Linked DNA regions of Mus musculus: region 2 is linked to region 1. The links are chromatin contacts, called in public HiChIP or PLAC-seq maps. All regions are on one chromosome and are shown on one strand. The core of a region is the stretch at or near the end of the contact, and the rest is flanking DNA. Distances in the headings are between cores, read along the strand shown.

Evidence for each region. HiChIP or PLAC-seq counts read pairs in DNA pulled down with a chosen protein or histone mark.
Region 2: a FOXA1 HiChIP or PLAC-seq map of pancreatic cancer cells shows a contact between it and region 1. The contact joins the enhancer-like site here to the promoter of Ccdc88a in region 1. A contact is called at or near these places in 1 of 115 datasets of contacts at active chromatin or transcription factors (pancreatic cancer cells) and 1 of 9 other capture datasets (macrophages).

Annotation. Positions count from the first base shown.
Region 1 is chr11:29,371,333-29,375,416 of GRCm38.p6, reverse strand. Ccdc88a (coiled coil domain containing 88A) reads right to left here and starts at 1,759. Exons shown (of 31, transcript NM_001363368.1): 1 at 1,007-1,759; 2 at 810-910. The coding sequence starts at 1,069.
Region 2 is chr11:30,208,095-30,212,178 of GRCm38.p6, reverse strand. All of the region lies in intron 1 of Sptbn1 (spectrin beta, non-erythrocytic 1), which reads left to right. Among named protein-coding and RNA genes, the nearest start is that of Sptbn1, 9.6 kb to the left of the region's middle. Within about 2 kb of position 2,403, at least 76 of the 459 cell types and tissues checked have an H3K27ac peak or open chromatin away from gene starts, as enhancers often do. A contact at or near this core is called in pancreatic cancer cells, where this site is marked.

The DNA.
Region 1 (4,084 bases), core at 510-3,009:
TAAATCTTCAGCAACTGATAACCACTTTAGTACTCACAATGAATCTGCACTACAATACCGTAACAATAAAATGGAGTCATTTGTATTACTCTGATCTAAGTACTGATATGCTTTCAATATTCAATTTCTAGCTCAAAAACCCCATTCCTACTTAACAGATGCTCAGTATTACAAACAAAAGATTTAACTAATTAACCCAGCTCTCAAGACTTCAGTTATTTATAAACCTCAAAATACCTTTAAACAATTCCTCAAATATTAAACAATTTAATAATTCATCAATAACACAATAAGCCATCTAATCAAACTTGGATATTTAAATTGTTTGCTACAAAGTCTTCCTGACCAATTGTAATGTTAACTGAATTTTTCACTTCTGAAACATATTAGTTCACCACTTTCCATTTTTGAACCACTTATTCTTATACTAAAAAGGTTAATAAATATCTTTCCACATATATAACTTCAGTTAAGTCTTTTCCCTGTGGTAGACAAGATTTCTCTATCTCCGTCATTTTACCAAATGACCAAAGATGACACAATGTAGTTTGAATTTCAGCAGTCAAGACAATAAATGACAAAACAGAATTGGCAAAGTCACGGATAAAGTTTACCAATTTTAACAGGTATAACTATTTGGTTGTGATAAATGGGGCAGGCACATAAGAATACCGCTCCTTCCAAGATCCAATTAAACTACCTGATTTTTTTTTTTCTGGCCAAAGAACCAAATTAAGTCGTGAAATCTAAGTTCAAAGTATGTAATGTTTCAAAGAATATAAGTTACCAAGAAAGAAGAAGACACTTACATTTGGAGCATGACCTGGTTCAAGAATACCCCATCCACTAAAGCCACATACTCATCCAGGTTAGTCCCATTTCCTGCAGCCAGAGGTCCAAACGTTTTAACCTAGAACAGAAGGATTATCACGACGTGAACGCCCACCTCCATCTCTGCAGCCACAAATAACACGGCCAAATATACCATAAAGGACATCTTCCTTACCCAAGTGACCAAGGGGCTGGTCATGAACTGCTCCAGAAGGGGAGTGAAGATTTCGTTCTCCATTTTACAGATTATATATTCAGGAGGGGGCGGGGGGAGGAAGTACCACAAATACGCCCAGGGAATTGGTCAGTAAATGTAGAAGACGGAATCAATGAAAGTTCATTCCGGCAGGAGAGGAAAATCCCATCGAAGAAGGGGAAGAGCTGTCCCTCCTTAGCCCCCCCGGGGAAACGAGCCCGAATCCCGCGCTGAGCCGCAGCCGATGCTGGCAGTCTGCACCCGGTGAGGAGGGGCAGAAAAAAGGCATCTGGAGGAGGAGGACGCGGAGAGCGGCCGGGGCACGAGACAAAAAGCCCGTCAAGGTTGCCCCGCTCCCGGGGGGAGCCGGCCAGCGCAGCGGCCGCCAAGAACTCAAGCCCAACGTGGGGGCCGAGGGGGCCGGGCTGGACCTGGGCGAGCGGTTCTGGGCGTTCCGGCCGCCAGTGGGCACGGGCGCCGAGAGCTGGGAGCGTCTGCCCGCAACCTCACAGCCTCAGGCGCGGCTCGCCCCTCTCCAGGCGCTCAGCATCCCTCCGCGGCCTCGCGCTCGCTTCAGCGCCCTGGCCTTGGCCGGGGTCCGGAGCACCGAGGCGTGTCCCTGACCGTCCGGCTGCAGGAGCCCCGCCAGCCTCCGTGTGCCTCAGCGACGCCCGGACGCTCCGCTGCCGCGCTCCAGCCTCCTCCGCCGCCCTCTGGAGGAGCTAGGGTAACGGCCTCGGAACCGCAGTGCCGCAGCACACCCGCCGCCGGCCTGGCGGGCGAGCGCGCCACTCCCTCCGCGCCAGTATCCTTCCGCCGACTCCCCGCCCTCCCGCGCCTCTACCTCTGGATTGTGGGAGAAGAAAACCGCTGCAAGAGCGCGCTCCCGCGTGAGCGCGCCCCCGGCCGGCCCGCCGCCGCCCAGATTCTGGCGGAGCGTGGACGCGCGGACGATGCAGCTGCGGCGGGGGCCCGCGTCGAGTCCGCGCCCCGGACGGATGCCAGGGTGTAGGGGGCGAGACTGAGGAACCGGGCAAGACTGAGGAACCGGGTCTGTCTGCTTGCTCGCTCATGTCTAATTATGGTTTCTTTCCTCCTGGAGCGCCTTCTTTCATGTGTGAAGGAAAAGGAACGAAACCCATCTTTTTTTTAAACACGAGGGGTGCAGACATCCTCTTTCGGACACTTTGATTTGCTCTGTTAAACATGCTTTCTCGCCCCCTAAAAGGCCTAGGAAAGCTGCAGCAAGAAGCAAAAGCACATCTTGGGGGGATGGAGGTTGTTTTTGTTTTCCCGTCTTTTCATATATATATGAAATATTTATAGATATAATATATATTTATATAATTTATATATTATATATATATGAAATATTTATAAGAGTCGAGAATAACCAAAGCTGCCTTTCAACATGGGATTTCCTGACTGGAGTTTCCATGATGCAGGCATTATTTTTTGACTTCTTGGTCACTGGGAAAAAAAATCCAAATTGAGAGCCACAAGAGAAAATATTTAGAAATCATCCAAGTTGTGTGACAAACATTTGTTAAAAATCATTTATCTTATGTACTAGAGGGCCCATCAAAATATGACAGTTCCACAGCAAATTAAATGTTATTCTTCCTCATACCCATAGCATGTCCAGGATAAGATGGAATAGAAAACATCTTTTTCCAAACACAATATGGTATTGTGATATTACAATGCATTTTATGTTTGCACAGTGCTTACAAGTACCTATCCTCTTTGACTACTCATATGTTTAATGATATCTATTTTTGTATGTTTTATTTTTCATTGATTGTATGAATTTTTGCCTTGGATGTATGTTTCTTCCCCACTTATGTGCCTGGTTCCTGTGGAGGTCAGAAGAGGGCACTAGGTTCCCTGGAACAGAGGTTAGAGGCAGCCATGAGCCACTGGATGCCAGGAATCAAACCCTGGTCCTCTGCACCAGCAACCAGAGCTCATAACCACTGAGTCATCTCTCCATCTCTCATAATTTAAGGTAACAGTAAACATGTTTTATCATATACTAAATTAAACACCACAATTTCTTCAGGATTTCTTTTGTTTGTTTGTTTGTCTGTTTGCTTGTTTTCAAGACAAGGTTTCTCTGTGTAGCTGTCCTGGAACTTACTTGTAGACCAGGCTGGCCTCGAACTCAGAAATCTGCCTGCCTCTTCCTCTGCCTTCCAAGTGCTGGGATTTAAGATGTGCACCACCACGCCCAGCAAAAGTTTGTTTGCGTCCAACGTGGGGCACGAACCTTCAGGATTTCTGATAGCAAGACTCACTAGCTGTGTGAACCTAGACACATTACTGAGCCCCTCTCTTCCCATGTAAAGCAAGAAAAAACAATAAAGACCCATGAGATGGCAGTTCATTGCAAATGATCTGCTACTGCAAGCAGTAGCATTGTGGTCATTATTCCCCGGAATTCTAATCTTTATAAACAACTTGGAACACTACAGCCTCTACTTGAGTTCAGTTGCAGGAGAAAAAAAAAATGCCTTGCTTCTGGAGTATCTGCAAACGAAAGGCCTTCTAAAATCATCATACTTCGGATTATACTGAATCCATGTAGTACAGAGCATAGCCTCGAATTTTCCTGGCCTATGCAGAAATCCTGAGTCATCCTGGTTATAAACAGTCTTTTTCTTTTGCTCTTGCTGACTCTTCCTTAATCACAGTTCTTTGATTAGCAAGTGGGGTATAGAGGGAGAGGTGACGCCCATATGAAAGCATGGCTTTTAGGAGCTCCAATACCTGACATTTTTCCTTTTCTTTGTAATCTCTCAGAAATCTGACAACATGAAAGTACCCATAACTATGTTAAGGTTGTTGTAAGACAAATGGATTTATTTCCCTTAAAAGTGAAAACCCATAAAGAACTAATACCAAGCACATCAGGCAAAAGACATTCTGGACAGTGTTGACTGAAGGGTTAATACAGGAACATTACATTAACTTATCATTATTTATCCAGTTTACGTTTAGTACTCAAACCATCCCTCACAGAAAACTGGATTCCCCTCTGGAACCAGATAGCCCAGA
Region 2 (4,084 bases), core at 1,154-3,653, 840 kb before region 1:
TCAGAGTTCTGCTTCTGCCTTACATCTCCTCCCTGCCAATTACTGTAAGGTAGTGGATAAACTTCTACAGGACAGGAACACTGTCTTGTGGGATCATTTTGAGAACTCAAGTGCCGCCTGCCTCTGCCTCTGAGTGCTGGGATTAAAGGTGTGCACTAGCATGCCACACTGAAAGTAAATCTTGTAAAGAGAGAGCTCTGTTTCCCTCCTCAGGGAGGAGTGTTCCATACTGAGAATATTGCCTTAATGCAGGTGGCAGAATAAGAAGTCCCTGTGGGAAACCAGAAGCTTTCAAAGGGCGCGTGTTCTGCTAGCCTCTGGTGACCTTTGCCCTTGTTTGCAGTGGTGCTCAGAGGGCATTTGTGACTCAGTCCTCATTCCAGGAACTGCGATGAAGCACAGGAAAAGAATTTTAGGTTGGAATTTTTAAACATTTTGTTTTCTAGCAGTTCTGGGCAGTTGAGCCCAGGACTTGTATAGCCTCCTTACCAATGAGGCACATACATCAAGCTGTATACCATGACTTTGTTTTTTTAATGAAAACGAATCTGTGTGATCGCCATATTTGGTCTTCTCTGATTGGACTTCTGTTTTAGGTCTATATGCTATACTTAGAGTGATCCTGCATGTTCCTAAATTTGAGAGAAAACGATTTGAGGAAGTATAACAAAAATACTTTAAAGTTTTGGTACATTGATTTTTCTCATTCTAACCCCCAACCAAATAAGTGAGGTTGAGGGAGAGGGACATATCCATGTATAAAAACCCTAGTCAAGCAGGCTAGTTCTTGCTGGAACATGCTGGCCTCTGGTGGGGTAATTTAGCTCTCATGTGCATTCCTCTTTATGACCACAGCTGTCGCTTGGTATCAGAGGATGATAAAAAAGGAATATGAGCAGGCTTCCAGGATTATTTATCATACTTAAAACTCGTGGGTCACTATCACCTTGGAGAATATTTTAGAATAATGCAGAAGTGTTAATAGCAGTCTTTGATAGGGCTATTAATCCTTATTTTACATACTCCAATCAAGATTTTCTGTGGCTGCTTTTGTGCGCTCTAACATGGGTTACCAGTCGTAAGACTCAGAGGCAACCAAAACCCTGGGACCTTTACTTGCCTTTTCCAGCCCTCTTGTAAGTTGCCTTTCTTGGTATTAATATTTTATACGTCTCCAGATAGCCTTAATTTCTGAGGTAGTTAAACCTTGTACCTCTCCCCACAATTGTTAATTTAAAAAAATTATGAGGAAGGTTCTGAGATAGCTTTTGTAGCTCATTTGGGCATCTGTAATGGTTGAGCGTATAAAACCTTTCTCAAGAGAGCTAAGCCCTGCCACTGCTTTAGGAAAGGTTGTACATTGAGAGTTGGCGCTTTCCGTGTATCTTCTTTTTGTGTCTGACTGTCAAACACAGAAGCAAAGCCAGTTTATGGGGGGTAAAGGGGCCCTAGCTGACCTGTTATTTAAAAAAAACAAACAAAAACATTTATTATACCATACATCTGATAGATATGACAGAATGAATTGTAAGCTGTGGAGGGCTGATGTGTTTACCTGGTATGCTCAAGGCCCTGGGGTCTACGTGCTAGCACTGGGGAGAAAAACAAAAACAAACAAACAGAAATACCAATGATTTTTGGCATGAGATAACCTCAGGAGTTAGCAAGCTAACTCTGTTCTGTTACCAAGGTGACTCCCAGCGTCTTCTACTGTTCTGTGTAACAGTGAGGAGTGGATTGTGAGTACATGTTGGTAGGTGACAGTAGCAACCTTTGCTCTTCATGAGAATAATGAAATAAGAAATGATTTATGATGCTTACTCAAGCTCATGGAAATTTTTCTTTTTACTGTTTTATGTATGGTGAGTCAGAAATGCAGGCTCTTTTAGAGTGTTATTAACAAGAACGAGTGTAACTGATTATAAGCACGTGAAATTACAGACTTCTTTCCTGTGCATTGATTTTTGCCATTCACTCTTCCATAATCTTATGATTTTTTTTGATCAGTAAGAATATTGGACCATTGCTTTCTGAGCCTTTAATACCCCAAAATTATCCCTAACAGTATCTGGGTGGGCAAGTCGTAGTATTTCAGAGAAGTTGATGATAGGGTGTCACAAAATGCTCAAAGTGGAGAAAACTAGTCTAACACATGCGAAGGTGTTTCCATATTCCTGTACACACACACACACACACACACACACACACACACACACACACCCATACATACACGTACATTAAAGGAATATACAGTTGCCTCAGTATAATAGGTTACAGTGTCTGAAGTCACAGTTGGTCAGCTTTGGAATATCAGTCTTAGAGATACTGACTGGAAAGTACAGATCTGGAGCAGTTGGGTGAAGGTTGGCTTTGTAGAGTTCACCAGGCCCTGCAGTAACTGGGACTGCTGAGAGGTCGTCACCCCGCAGTGCTGCATGCAAGTATGAGTCAGTAACTCATTTATGAGACCTTTGTTATAAAAATGAGATTTGGCAGGATTCCCAGTCCAGTTCTTATTTCTTAAGGTTGGAAAAACAGGACTTGGAGGGATCGGCTGACGGCTTTGAGAGCACATGTGAGGAGCATGTGATTCTAGGTCTACTGTCAGTGTGTTCCCTCTGTTTTTATTGAAAGTTTATTTTTAATTATTTTTAAAAACTAATAACCAAATGTGTGCACCTTTCATTGATATTAACTGCGAGCACACTGCTGGGTAACAGATGTGTAGAATGTTTTAATCTTGCAAAACTGAGGAACAACTAACTAGACAGTTATTTCATTGCCCCTCCTCCATCCTCCTGACTGTTCCCAGGACTTAGAACATGTTTGTTTTTTATTTAACGTTAAAATTCCAGGATGTTTTATTACAAAGGTGAATGGACCTTGATCCTTGAGATGGGCTTATTGGTAGGATTTCTGGTATCAAACAGGGGCAGGGTATCTTTGATCTCTTTCTTAGAGGCTCATCTACATATTTTTGATAAGCCACCAGGGCTTTAGAAATGGGCTATGGGATGGCATAAATTTGGGTCCCAAGACCACTACTCTTCACATAGACCCGAATATCCACACCAGCAAACTGCTCCTTGCCCAGAAACAGAAGGGCTCCAGGAACATATACCACGCTGAGTGGCTTGATCATCTCCAGGGGACATCAGTTTGCCTTAATAGGCCATTTCCCTTTCGAAGTGCACCACCACTATGGCTGTCTTCTTGGCTCAGACCTGCTCAGACTGCAGTGGACACTTGAATGGCATAGGTGCCACTATGAGCCTATTTTTCTCGTTTTGACTGGCTTTTTGCACTTAACATAATACCTTTAAGGTTCATCCATGTGCTGGTGTGACAGGCTTGTGACATGATTCCATTTTTTAAAGCGGAATAATATTCTAGTGCATGTGTGTATCTCATTCTTCTATTTGTTGTGTATGAATGTTAATGTTTGTGGGTACACATATGGGCATGGGTGTGCATGCACATGGCTGTGCACATGTGTGCACATGTGTGTGGAGGACAGAGATCAACCCTAGATGTTTGTCTTAGTTGGGGAGACATATCCATAACCAAAAGCAGGTTGGGGAGGAAAGGGCTTATTCTGCTTATACTTCTAGATCACAGTCCATCATTGGAGAAGAAAGCACAGTATCTCCAGCAGGGCTGGGACCTGTAGGCAGGAGTTGATGCAGAGGCCATGGAGGGGTGCTGCTTACTGGCTTGCTTACTCTGGCTTGCTCAGTGTGCTTTCTTACAGAACTGAGGACCACAGCCCAGGGATGAAACACCCATAGTGGGCTAGGCCCTCTCGCATTGATCACTAATTGAGAAAATGCCTTACAGCTGGATCTCATGGAAGCATTTCCTCAACTGAAGCTCCTTTATCTCTGATGACTCCAGCTGCGTCAAATTGACAAAACTAGACAGTCCAGTGTAAATCTTCAGGTGCACATACCTTATTTTTTGAGACAAAGTCTTTCACTGGTCTAGAACTTGACAACTAATCTGGTAGAGCTCTGTTGGCCTAAACTCTCCAGTGCTAGGATGACATATCCACACCACTGCTTTGCTTGCTTTTTAATGTAGGCTT